Regions from separate parts of the Zea mays genome. Here region 2 is linked to region 1. A link is a contact called in public Hi-C data. All regions are on one chromosome and are shown on one strand. The core of a region is the stretch at or near the end of the contact, and the rest is flanking DNA. Distances in the headings are between cores, read along the strand shown. Region 1 has its middle 56 kb from the start of LOC100284853. Region 2 holds the start of LOC103637669 (protein ARABIDILLO 1).

Region 1 (7,238 bases), core at 2,949-5,448:
GCTATATCTTCGTCTTGAAGACCTTTGGCAGAGGAGAAGACTCCCATCATGAACCTTTGTTTGTGACGAAGCTCCTGTAACACCCAACATTATGCTAAAACAAATGGTTAGTCATGTTTTCGAGGACCTTCGGAAGAGGAAGGCCCCCCAACAGGTTGGATCTCATCTAAATCAACTCAGGAATAGAAGAGGACAACATCCGCATGGAGAGACTACTAGAGTACACTACAACTCTGAACACTGAGCATGATGTTGCCCTAGTAGAGCTAGACTACTTAAGGCTCTAGAATGCTTAGCTACGAGCTCGTTTGGACATTGAAGACAACCTCAGCTAGCTGAAGAATCTGCAAATTTCCCCGCACACCTAGTACTCTTGTACCATCTAGGTTTCTTCTGAGATGTAATAGGAGTTATGCTTAAGGAATAAAATCATATTAAAGCAATGTTACTATTATTATAATGATGCAATTGTTTTTGTTACACCCAGATTCAAGGGCAAATACAGATGCATCTTATATGTGCGCCAAATTAAAATCCACACATATAATGACTTAGTGTATAGAGACGAATGTCGATAACTTTATTATATAACGAGAGTGTCTTACAAAATAACTGATAGTAGAAATAAAATGAACTAATATACTATCTCCACGGCGCCATAGCTGACTGGGAGACGACGCCTAGATCTCATCGAACTCATCATATTATTCGTCCTTCGGTGGTACCTGTTCTTCACCTGGTGTGGTTATAGCAAGGGTGAGCTCCCAATAGTTCATTTTTTGCAAGGCATAGGGAAAACAAACTAGGTAACGTATTAGGTTCCATTAGATTAACCTAAGCATGTCACGGTCACATAGAGCAATGGCAACACTACCCAATAGTTTCTATGGTTTATGAATTAATTTTTACACTAAATTTCTGAATTAATTCCATATATATTTTATGTGTTGTTGGACTTCTAGTATTATATGCCAGAAACTCAAGGTCACTTTTACAACTTTCAGAACATATTTGTTTTACTTCTTGAACTGATCTGGAATTGCGGGCCAATTTAATTAAAACATAGGGGCTCTTATGATTATAATACCGGCTGAGGCCATGTTCGGTTACTAGTGGTTTGAGGGGGATTAAGGGCTTGTTCGCTTTGGAGTGAATTGAGGGGGATTGGAGGGGATTAAATCCCCTCCTATACAAATTTGTATAGGAGGGGATTTAATCCTCTTCAATCCCCTCCAATCCTCTAGCAACCGAACAAGCCCTGAAGGGGTATCTTTACACCTCGCCATTCAGATTGGACTCGATGATCTAGATTAGATTGTCGCTGCAATGAACTGGTGTCCGGTTTCGGCTGTTAGATCGAAGATCTGCGGCCAGCAAGACCTACATGCTTCGACTGATCACAACCGCTCATCTGTAAATGGGTGGCACCGATTCAAGCTGCGAGGTGGTACGAGAGCAAAAAATTCCAACCATTGAGTTAGATCAACGGTCACCAGTCATCCTCTTCCCCACGCTGGCTGCAGACCGTGCGACGTGCGCACAACCCATGGTAGGGCATCACCGACGTGCAGCGCCCCAGTTACTCTGGTGGCTACCTCCCCCTAGCACCTGCTACGCGATGCGGAGGTTTTAGAGAACATCAGAGAGGCAACAAACCGGTGGTCGACGTGACGGTGGATAGAGATGAAAACGGTCGGAAACGGTATTTATTTGGTAATCAGTTTTTTAGTCGTTTTTTTTATTGCGAATAAATAGGATATAAAATCTACAATACAAACAGTGGCGGACGCAGGACGAGAATCCATGGGAGGCCAAAAAACCACATGACAAATCAAGCAAAAGATTGTAAAAAAACAGAGTTGCATTGAATTCAAGTTTTATATCAATACACGATATAATTTCAAAGAAATAAATAAATAAAAGAAGTAAACATACTGTTAAGTTCTTACTAGCCTAATAAAAATTGGGTGTACCTTATCGAATATTGATCTCTTTGATGGGTAGGTGTGCTGAGAAAGGGGTAGGTCAAGGGACGTTTCTAGTTGAGAGATAGGGCTCGTTAGTTCGACAAGCTCGTTGACCTCCAAGGACGGGTCACATCATCGCGACGAACGAAATCGGACATGCCGAGCTAGCTAGCGTCATGAGGATGACAAGCGAGGCGGGGGAGTATCACGACATGTCTCGAAGCGGACTGGATCAGGCAGTGTCGATAAGAATGGGACTGGGCCATAGTCAAAATGTTCCTGGATCGATTGGATTGAGGAGCAGGGTCATGGATCGTTGGTCGACACTTTAAAAAGGGATGTATACATCTAAGGGACGGGAATATTATGAATTTGATATGTTGAGTCTAATGGCCGATGATCTCAGGTTGATATGGATCAAGGTTCATGTTCTAAAATTTCAATAACAACATAACACCAGTCTAATATCATCTCATTCTACTATTGAAACTCTAGGCTATCTCTATTAGATTCCCTATCTTATCCTCTATTTTAAACCTTACTCTACAAACAGTATCATCTACAATTCCGTTTCCCCTATTTTACACTATCTGCTGGAGACAGTGTTATACTTATACAAACAGAAAATTTTAACCAACCTAAAAATTTAATTTTTCTCTATACTAATACTAAATGAATATTAGATATATAAGAGAGAGAGAAAATTGAGGGGGGGCCATGGCCCACTTTGCCCCCCTCTCGGTCCGCCCCTGAATACAAATTTGTATTCTTGTTTTTAACATCGAGCTTGTAAAGATTCATAAAAGGTAAACTTTAAATTCATCATATATTTTCTTAAATAATAGATATAAACTTCGGTATAAATTCGAAAACAAATTCGGTAATTTTTTCAACTATTTGTGTTCTAGGGACCAAATAATACCTAAACATTTTATGTAATATTTTATTCATATTTGTACTAATGTGCTTGATAACATAAGAAAAGATCAACATCAAATCTTATACATATCTATTTAAAAATATTAAATTTGTTCTAACAGTTCGGATTACCACTTTCATCCTTGCGGTGGATGTTGGCCACGACGCAGAGTGGGTCCGTCGTGCGGCCCAACACCGACGAGGAATTCCGCTTGCCTCACGACTCCGCACATCGTGGGTCTTATGTGTACAAGTCCCTCCCGCTTCGACAATCCCCTGGAACGTGCTCTTGGGATTTGATCAATGTCGAGGACAAAGAGCGACGGCGGTGGCGTCTCCTTCTACCCCTGCTGACTCTCTCCTTCCGTCGATGGCTCTAGGCTATGGTGAGATGATACACTCGCGGTCCGACTTTTATAGGGGTAGATAGGAAGAGCGGGCCCCACCGAATCGTAACATAATTCTTAGGATCACAACCGCCATGGTGAACTGCCCGACTCGCGAGGAGATCGGCCACGGGATGGCGGAGGAAGTCTGGCAACACAGCCATGTTGGGCGCCTTCGTCTTTTGAAGGTCCTCAAAAACACGTTCAACCACTGGTTACTAAGTATTGCAGGAGCTTCGGCACCAGAACACCTTCGATGCAGAACATTGGAGGGGCAACGAAGCTACCTTTGTCATAGCAACACAGGGAGACAATGCAAAGAGGAGTCATCATAAATGCTGAAAGCAAAAGAGAATATCGCCCTTATATTATTTTTAAATCTTGTGTGTAATCTTTGTGGGTGTAAATGTAATTTTGTACGAAGTCGTATGATTCTCTATAAATAGATGAACAATGCTCTACATAAAGTACCTTTTGAAGGGTCGGACTATTGCTGTGTGTAATCTTTTCTCTGCACCTTCGCTCTAATTCATTCTGTAGAGCCGAAGGTACGATTGTAAATTCATTATGCAAAAGAAGAGAAATACGATATTAATACATCTGAGACGAGTCGTTATACAAACATTCTTTTACATGCTTTACCTATTTATGCAATTAAGTCATGGCTTGTCCGGTTAAGTCTCAACCTTCGTCTTCGAAGAAGTTGTTCTGATGGGATGACTGCTTAAGGACGAAGATTGATTATCCTTTTAACATTGTGTTGCCTTGTTTTTTATTGTACATAGCAATCGGGAACAAGTGACCAACAGGCCCCGCATTACGTCCGCACGTGCTAATGCCAGCACTTGCGTCAGCGTGACGCAAGCGGTATTGTTTAATATTATCTCTTCGGCCTGCGACTAGCTACGCGGTGAGAGACTGTCGTGTGGGCCCAACGACAGCGATGGAGCAAGGTAGCGCGCGCGAGGATGGCTTTGTCCGAGCGGGCCCATGCACCAGTGATTCAAGCGGATAACGGAGCGGGTGGCTGGCGGGGGTAGTGGGCCGGTTTGGGATTGCGAATTCCGGTTGGACTGAGGCATGGGAAACGACCTAGGTCGTGATTTATTTCCTTTTTCTTTTAATCTGTTGTTTCCCTTTTCTTTTCCTAGCCATATTCCTTTCAAATTTCAACTTCTAAGTGTGATTTGAAGTAAATCCTAAATCTAAGTTGGATTTGTACACCACCAATTAAATGCACAACCCAAAAGAAAATAGCATGAGATGCATACATTTATTTTAATTATGGTTTATAAATCACTTAATCATTTAAGCATGAGGACCCTTATGTTAAATAGATGAGAGGACATCACACATAATACTTATAACTCCTTTCTTATTTTTCCACTAAATTTGGGTGTTACAGTTTTGATGCTGGAATAAATAGTTGAGTTGAATCTTTGATTGAGTGTGTTGGATTGTAGAATGATGGTCATAAGGGCATTTATAATATTGAACTCAACGCGATGCATTCAAAGTTAATCCCTTAAATTTCTTATCAAGTTATTTTTCATCTAAGACCTCATTTTCTAACCATCCAGATGGTGAACACTAGGGGACAAAACCAAGATCGGAATCAAGGTCAGCACTCAGGACAGGAGTTGCTACCACCACCCTCGAACCCTACGATGGAGCAGTTCATCGCAACCTAGATATAGTTTTTTGTAAAATCTCACTGCCTCAGTTCAGCAACTGCAACAATAGCAGAACCAACGTTAACATGCACCCTGTCACACCTGAATTTAAGGGATAAAGTCGGGTGTGTCTCATATGTGCGCCAAAGAAGAACATCACATATAATGACAAAGTGTATAGAGATAAATGTCACAAGTATCATTATTACATGGAGGAAGTCTTACAGAAATAAATGATAACAATAAAACGAACTAAATATTATTCCTTCGCGCCATCAAGCTGACTGGGATACGCATCTAGATCAACTCGTACTCCTCATTATAGGACTCCTCTTGGACCATCTGCTCTTCACCTGTGAGGGGGGTTATATATCGCAAGAGTGAGCTCACAAAAGATCATAGCTCAACAAGTTGTGGGCAATAATGTGCATGAACTAACCAAAGGTGGGGGTTCATGTGAAGTGTAAGGCTGACCAACAAATAATGGTTAAAGCTGAGCATTGTTTTTAATAAGTTGGTCAAATTTTATTAGCAGTTACTAAATGTAAGTAAATACCAAACCATAGTAATAATATATCAAAATTGATAATAAACCATAATGCGATGCAAATGAAAAATTGAATTTAATTCCATAAATTAATCATGTGAGTGTCCGAGCCGCTCATGACCGTGAGCACAGCTGATATACCAGTTTTACACTCTGCAGAGGTTGTGCATCTTTACCCACAAGTCATGTTACCCATCTACCAAGGGATCGCGACTCACATACACCTCTACCAAGGAAGCGAGGCAGGGTAACACTACGAGGCCTGTACAAAGTTCCACTAGTTTCAGAAAACCCACTACAGTTCTAGGAAGCTCCAATGCAGAGATTCCTAGCCTGACCGCCATCGCAGCAAAATCAACCCAAGGACCTCCCTACACTGACCACTCCCATACTGCCTGTTGGGGGCCTTTGGCTTCCGAAGGTCCTCAAAAACATGATTTAACAATGTTTTTGGAGTATGATACATGAACAGGTACCTTCGGACTTAGGTCAAAACCATAGTGTGAAGAAGCACAAAGAATACGAAGGATGGCGCAGAGCCGAAGCTGTTCGCAGGAGAGCTTCGGCGTGATAGCAGAAAAGGAAACCGACCTAAAGGGGAAAATGCTATTTAGACCCCGATGGATTACTATAGAGTTATTAGCAAATGTAAAGGGCATGGGTGTAATTTTACATGGGCTGTATCCCGTGCCTACAAATAGATGAACAGTGCTCCCGTACTGTTCGCGCTGACTTGGCATTTGCTTTTGCGTCACGCTTGTACTTTGCTTTCTTTCAAGCCGAAGGTACACTTGTAACTTAATGTCATTTCTATTTTTCCATGTTAATAAAATAGAAATGAGCTGATAATGATATATAAATGTTCATGCTATCTTTCGTATTTCATGTGTTTCTCATTTTCACTATCATATGTCATAATGATGAAGGTATGTCCTTCATGACCTTCGTCCGAAGATCGTTATATCCCAAGGGAAATAATGCTTCGAAGGTCGAAGGACATTAATCATTTAACCTCCTTTTGTGTTGCCTTGTTCTTAATTCATAGCATTTGAAAACAAGTCCCCAACATTGGCGCCCACCTCCGGTGAACCCTTTTTGACCACCTTCGGCAAGCATCGACCTTCGTCATACCGCCAAAGAAAGCTTCAGCAACAGGGGTTGCTGCTCTGCAGCTGCTGGACCCGAACCAGGAGACCCTTTCTCTTCGGGAAGCCCGAAGCCAGAAGAGGAAGGCCACCAGTCCAACGCCTCAGGAGGACGATTTGGACCAAGAAATCAGGAACATGGAAATGCTGCATCAACAAGTGCAAAGGAAGAAAGAAAAGATGGCCCGGCTAGCTGACCTACAAAGGCAGATAGACGAAGCCTCTGAAGAAGTTTGTCATCTTACGCAAGATGAGCAGAACCGGAGGCCCCAGTATAGAGAGCTTCACCAAGAGGGCTTCGTCAACGAGGATGACTGGTATGAGGATTTCCATCATGGAAATTTTTCTTTTGATGATGCTTCTCCTCTGTCAGCAGAACTGCAGGCTACACCTTGGCCCCCGTCTTACAAACCACCTCAGCTCCCAATGTATGACGGACACTCAGATCCGAAGCAATTTCTGATGAGCTACGAAGCAACCATATCTTCATATGGTGGCAATACTGCAGTCATGGCGAAGTCCTTCGTCATGGCAGTCAAAAATGTTGCACAGACCTGGTACTCTTCTCTTCGGCCAGGAACAATCACATCATGGCAAAAGCT
Region 2 (7,238 bases), core at 1,303-3,802, 170 kb before region 1:
CTGAAGATGAGAGCTTGCATGCTCCTTGTCATGATTGGCATTTATCACATCATGTTAGTTTCATGGAACTCATATCACTAGCAGTACCAAAACACCTATGATAAATGAATACTGGTTGTTTACAGGGAAAAAAAAGCATGAAGGTGCCATGTGATGTTTACCTGTTCTAGGACACCATCAAGTTTACATGATCTAGCAAGTGTAACCAAAGCATGGACACCACCAGCCTTTGCAACTTCCAAGCTACACTTGTCATCAGCAGCCAGGTTTGCAAGCGCGCCAGCAGCACGTTCCTAAAGAAAAATGAATAGCAACATATATAGATACTAGTTGGTACAGAACCTTAGTTAGATTGGAAATATGAGAATTAAAGGCTTCATACAAGAACTCCATCAGTTCCAGCAGGCCAACGAAATATTAGATCGACCAGGGCCTTAATGCCACCAGATACTGCAATAGCCGCCTGAAGAAGTGCAACCAATGAATTATTACAAAATTACCCCAATAACAAGTTATACAATGCAGCATCCAAAGAATAACAACCTTGTGGTCCTCGCCTACAGAGAGATTCCAAAGGCCACCAGCAGCTTCTTCGGCAACAAGCCTATTCATCGACTTGGCTAAATTAATGAGTATTGTAATGCCGCCTTCATCTGCAACTGCCTTGGCAACCTTGGTATTCACTGACAAGTTGGCAATAGCCTGCATGGTGACATTAACTAATGTGAGAAGATGGTAAATGCAAGCAAGAACACTAAATACGAAGGGAAGAGAGGAACAATTTATTACTTTTGCTGCTTCAGATTGTGCGCTCTCCCTTGAGCACCTTGCAAGGTCCAGCAACATTCGAATGCCCCCATTCTGCATCACTGCCTCCGACCTTGCAGGATCCACATTTGCACTCTCATCATCCATAACTACAAACGTAGCAAGCGACGTAGCTGCCCGCTCCTGCACATCCTCCTGTAAACTCTTCAACAGTCTAAGCAGCAGTGTAGTGCCCTTCTGCAGCCAGAAACCATCCATGCCTTGTGGGTTGGACTCTGCAATTCGGAGAAGTGACTGTGACAGGATCCATTCGAGCCATGTCATCGTATCACCAGGTATCTTGTCTTTGTGACTCCAGTTACATTGATTGAAAAACTCATGCTCTTTCACATCCACAACTGGAAACATGGTCTCAAAAGATTTGAAGATATCGCTGTTAATCGTTAGCACGACCTTGCCCTTAGAGTTACTAAATACAGCAGGATTGTGAAGCTGTTCCTCCTCAACAGAAATGCAGTTCAGCGTGCATATTAGCTTGAGGGTTTTGGCATGGGAAATGAGGCGTGAAACAGCACTTGGCGGAACATCAGTGCGGGAGACGTCAAGGGCAATGAGGGAGGGAAGCTGGGTCCAGCAGGTGGATGCAGTAGCCCATTTCAGGTTCCGGCATCCTGCTACAGAGAGGAATCGGACAGAGTGGATACCAGCAAGGGCGGCCTCATCCACGGTGCCACAATCGAGGAAAGCCACATCCTCGAGGAGGGGGCAGCACCGGGCGAGCGCTCCGACGGCCTCCGCGTCAACTTCACGGAGACCCGAGAGGCGAAGGCGGCAGAGCTGCGAGCAACAAAGCGCGACGTGGCGGAGGGCGTCGCTAGAGATGCGCTCGAGAGGATCGGGCCCGATCTGGAGGCTCTGGAGGTCCTCGTGCCGCGCGGCGAGGACAGCGAGCGTGGCATCTGTGAGGCCGCGGCAGCCATCGGCCACCACCTCGCGAAGACCACGCGCACGGAGGCCCAGGACGGCCTCTGCCGCCTCGTGGCCGCGCAAGCGTATCCGACGCAGGCTCCCGCACCGCGAGGCAAGCGACGACGCCACCTCCCTGTCATAGCGATGTGCGCGGAGGTCGAGCGTCCTCCACAAGCAGGGTGACGAGCCCAGCGCTCGCCAAGCCCGGCACGCTGACGCCATGCTGGCGCGGTCGCGGTAGTTCAGCCGCGCAAAGAGCTGCAGCACCGTGTCGTCCGGCAGCGCCCTCCAGTCCACCTCCACCGCCGCCGCATCCTCCTCGCCTTCCGGCCCAGCCGAAACAACACGCGATGCGCCCCGCACCACCTTACCCTCCCGTTCCCTGCATGTCCGCCGCCGCACCCGGCGCGTCATCCTGAACGCCCAAACCCTAGCTCCGACACCCCACGCCGGCGACTCAACACCACCACACACGCACCAAAATCAAGCACGCACACAAATCCACAAATTGGCAGGTAGTTAACCAGCTCCCGCCGCGAGATCGACAGGCCACCACCCTCCCGCCGCGTTATCGGGCGGCGGCAGGGGGCAGCTGCACCGATCCGGGGATTTCGAGCTCGGCGCCGCGACGCGACGCGAGCCGAGGATGCCGGTGGCCTCGATCCGTTCCGCGGGCCGGTGGATCCGACCCGGTCTGCGTGCTTCCGTCCCCTTTCCTCACCTCCTGCTAAGAGAAAGGATGGGAGGTCAGGACGAGGTGGAAGTGGGTTCGGACATTATATATGGCGTATGCGTATATGCACCTGCGTATGCGTACTCCGAGCTCCAGTCCAAATACGCCTGCCGGCAATGGCAAGCGTAGGGGGCTCAGCCCTCCGACGCTCTCCAACGCCTCACTGAGGGTATGTTTGGTTGGGTTGTGGCTGTGAAAAAAGCTACTGTGGCCTGTGAGCTGTGGAAAAAGCTGCTGTGGGCTGTGAGCTGTTAAAAAGCTAAAAACCGTTTGGTGGAAACCACTAAAAGCCGTTAAAAGTTCTTAAATATATGTTTTCACAGTTCCATCCAAAAGCCACTAAAAGCAGGTCCAAGGGTGCTTTCAGTTTTGCACTGCGAGAAAGTCAGCTTTTAGAAAAAGCTGTTTTCTGGATCCAGCCCTTTGGTTTGGCTTTTGGCTTTTAGGGGGCAAAAGCCAAAGCCAAAAGCCAAACCAAACACACCCTGAGACGCTCACCCGTCGGCTTTAGCGTTTACGTCTCCTCCCTTTTGCTACAACTAGGAATAGCAACCGAGAATTGTTTGTCGAGAAATAGATTTTTATTTTTGTCTCTGTGATTAAAATATTTCTTGTAGATCCCTACAAACACTTGCAGAGATATTTGCAGAGAAATAGATTTTTTTTATCTTTGTCTTTGTTAGGTCCCGTTTGTTTTCTTTCATTTGTAGGAATTGGAATCTTACTAATGGAATAGGCTATTTTTTTAGAACGTGATATTTCACCACTTTCCAAAGTTATTATATAAGGTTATCTTAAATTCATGGGTGAGAGATGGAAATTGATTCTATAGATTTACATGTTATTTTTCCGATGTACAACTTATAACAGACTCTTTTACTTGCTTTGCTACAACATAAATGTATTATATAATTATCTCTCTCATATGATTTAGGATAATATGCAAATATATTACATATATAAATATATGAACTTAATTAGTTTTGTCTAAATTATAATTATTAAAATGGAATTCAATTCCAACGAAACAAACAAGGCCTAACAGGAATCTCTACATAGAATTATAATAATGCTACACTAACAATAAAATTTTCGACTCCATAAAATCAAGATCTACTGTTGTTATAGGTCATGGGACTATCACTAGACGCACAGGACAGGGGAAGTCATCCCGATATAGACAAATGCGTCGAGCAGTGTCATGCAGTCGTTGTCGTCCTTCACGTCCTCGAAAACCTATGAGTTGGTCTATTTTGCCCCTGGCGGAGTGGATAGTCTCTATGTAAATAGTGGTAGTTTAGGAAATAGAAATAATCCTCTATAAATAGAGGGGAGGGTTGGTTAGTCTAGAATTACTTGGTCACCAATTGTTTTGGCTTAGGGTTCTAGCTCTCATATTTTCCATCTCTAGACTGCTCTAATTTTAGCCAAGGATCCACAACGATTTTGTAACTGTCGACTGTGTTTGCGTTCTTCGAGTTTAATCCGACAAGAGTCGTCGGTACAGCCTACATGTTTTGGTCACTTCCTTGCTGAAATTCTGAAGTTTTGTGTTCTTAGTTTCTCCCTTTCCCTTCTCTTGTGAATTTATAGAGAACCTTCGATTTCTTGTGACATGGGTACTGTTGGAGATTGATTTTGGTGGAGATAGACTCTTTGGATCACTGTGTATGCCCTCATGGTGCAGTTCTTGACCGTGATCTGAGTTTATTCTCATTTGAATTCGTTTTGAGAAACCCCCAACAAGACCCCATATCTCTTGGGTTTTCTGATCTGCTCTTTGATTTTTGATTTGTTCAGGTTCATACTTCACCAGTAACCATCTTCTACCCTACGCAAACTATATATGAAGTTTGAGATCGTTCTAGGCATTTTTCAGTGCCCTGCACTACCGGAGGCTGACATTGCCGCTCTAATTTCCTGCTGATTTTGACTCTGTTTTTTCCAGAAAGTTAGGTCTGCAGTTTTAAGGTTTTTGTTGCATACAAACGACGCTGGTTTGCATTGTACTCTGATCTGGTGCTTTGAGTCCCTAGAGGGTTTCCGGGTTGAACTTTGGGACCAAAGTCACGTGCTCGCAAGTCGAGATATTTTAGTGGCTCCCATTCACCCCACTCTAGTTGCCTCACTAGTCCTAAAAACGAATACTATTTTGGAACAAAGGGAGTATTTAATATGTCGATATCCATTCTGATTTTATCCGACACAACTCAATAATATCTGTATTCGATCCGAATCTGATCTGAACTCGATAATGTTCGTGTTGGGGACTTGTTCTCAAATGCTTCGAATTAAAAACAAGGCAACACAAAAATGTTAAACATTAAAGTCCTTCGTCCTTCGAAGCATTATTTTCCTTGGGATATAATGATTTTCGGACGAAGGTTATGAAGGACATACCTTCATAAGTGCAGCACATAATAATGAAGAGAGAATCATATGAAATATAAAAGATAACATGAACAATTATGTATTATTATCAACTCATTTCTATTTTATTATTATGGGAAAATATAAATGATATCAAGTTACAAATGTACCTTTGGCTCGAAAGAAGGTAAGGGTACAAGCGTGACGCAAAAGCCAATGCCAAGTCAGCGTGAACAGTACGGGAGCACTGTTCATCTATTTATAGGCACGGGACACAGCCCATGTAAAATTACACCCATGCCCTTTACATCTGCTAGTAACTCTATAATGATCCATCGAGGTCTAAATAGCATTTTCCCTTTTAAGTCGGTTCCCCTTTTCTGCTATCCTGCCGAAGCTTCCTTGCGCATAGCTTCGGCTCTGCGTCAACCTTCGTATTCTTTGTGTTTCTTGCATTGTGGTTCTGATCCAAGTCTGAAGGTACCTGTTCATGTATTATACTCCAGAAACACTGTTAAATAATGTTTTTGAGGACCTTCGGAAGCCGAAGGCCCCCAACAGTAGCCCCTCACAATATTAATTTGTTAGAATGACAAATTCAGATTGCGATATGGACAAAGGCCCTAAGACGAAGGTCCGAAAAAACACCTTCCCTTTGCTAGAATAGCAACAATCAATGACAAGCGGGGCCCTCCAGTTTGCAACGCACTAGGTGTATAAATAAGAGCACACCACGAGCTCATTTGGCACGCTTTTTGCCGTTTGCTCTGCTTGCTCAATTTTTAGCTCTTGCCTACCAACGCTTGCTTGGTTTTTTAGATTTTCTAAGCTTCGGCTTTAAGAGCACATTTTCATCATTTCCGAAGAGAAGATGTCTCAAGATAAGAAAGTTGTTGCTGAGACGAAGCTGAGCGAGGAGGAGAAGCTCTCTGAGGAGAAGACTGCTGGCTTTATTGAATCAATAGCAAAGACAAATACAGAAAAGATTACTAGGGAGATTTTAGAAGGCTTATCTGAAGACACCGGTGACAGCGACAGTTATGATGTGGAAAATGGGGGTGAAGACTCCGAAGATCGACCCTGGCGACCAAGTCATGCAGTTTTTGGAAAATCAACTAGTAAACAGAGTCATCTTGATAATATGAGGGGAAGATATTTTCGAGATATGTCTATTGTGAGGGCTGACAACGGAGACAGGACTGCTCCTGTTCCCGAAGAGAATGAAGTCGTGATCTACCGAAGCTTTTTCAAAGCTGGGCTTCGGTTCCCCTTAATCAGATTTGTGGTTGAAGTTTTAAAGATATACCAGATTTTCCTTTACCAAATTACTCCCGAAGCAATCATAAGAATGTGAATCTTCATCTGGGCTGTGAGGAGTCAGGTGTCACACCCGTCTCCAAAGGGCAGAGCCGGGTGCATAGCATATGTGTGCCAGGATCTATTTCCACACATATGTTGACGTCACAAGTGTAATATATCAAAAGAACACTGCATAAAAGCGTAAATAACGATTATATTAACATATTACACTTTGAACAGACATAATGTCTTAACCTTTATTCATCAAAGTACAACGAAACAAGGACATCCATCCACAGGAAGATGACCGGGGGTATCACTAGACTAGCATCCATGGAGTCCAGCATCATAACTTCATCTGCAACTTCTGATCAAAATTAAGCAAGGGTGAGCTCACTTATGGTTGGGGCTCAGCAAGTGGGGGGAAAACTAATGCAAGGTAACAAGGTGAGGCTAAGGCTGAGCAGTAAGCATTTTAGTTGGTCAACATTTTATTATCAACACATGTCCACTAATAAGTGTGAATCCCAAGTATTCCCATTAAACAAAGGTATAAGAGTATATCAAAAACACTTAAGTGAAACCACTTAAGCAAACCATTGGCGGATCATCAGATCTCGATTTATTTCCATCTTCAAGTTCAATTATCATGTGAGGAGTCCAGGCTTCTCATAACCGTGAGCATGGCTGATATATCAGTTTTACACTTTGTAGAGGTGGCACATCTTTACCCATGAGTCGCGATTCCCTTCTAGCCCGGCTTAGCTAGACCCGTATTCACTTCCGAGGTGAATGACCAGGGTCTCACTACGAGGCTTCTCCCTGGAGTCCTCATTACGCAAATGCTGGAAATGGTCAAATTGCATAAGGCACACCTACCATAACCAACTTATAGTCCAGACTACAGGGTAAAGATTTGGGAACTATGCCCGTATCCAATCTACCTGAGCCGGAACTATAAGAGCTTGCCAGATGCCCTCGTTCCTGTCGACCACGACCAGCACCCAACATAAGACTTCCCTAGTTATTTAGCCAAGACTAGAGCCATGATAGTTCTCATGGTAGCACTGTTTTCCCGGGTGGTCACTCCATGTTCCAA

The links. A called contact is a pair of places that touch in the nucleus more often than the background predicts.
Region 2: a contact with region 1 is called in a Hi-C map of ear, with 2.4 times the contacts expected there. The contact joins the promoter of LOC103637669 here to the enhancer-like site in region 1. A contact is called at or near these places in 2 of 25 Hi-C or Micro-C datasets (ear and tassel).

What each region holds. Positions count from the first base shown.
Region 1 is chr1:94,612,256-94,619,493 of Zm-B73-REFERENCE-NAM-5.0, reverse strand. No RefSeq gene overlaps it. Among protein-coding and RNA genes, the nearest start is that of LOC100284853, 56 kb to the right of the region's middle. Within about 2 kb of position 4,198, at least 17 of the 20 cell types and tissues checked have an H3K27ac peak or open chromatin away from gene starts, as enhancers often do. A contact at or near this core is called in ear and tassel, where this site is marked.
Region 2 is chr1:94,776,015-94,783,252 of Zm-B73-REFERENCE-NAM-5.0, reverse strand. LOC103637669 (protein ARABIDILLO 1) reads right to left here and starts at 2,552. Exons shown (of 12, transcript XM_008660227.3): 1 at 790-2,552; 2 at 544-702; 3 at 383-463; 4 at 162-293. The coding sequence starts at 2,151.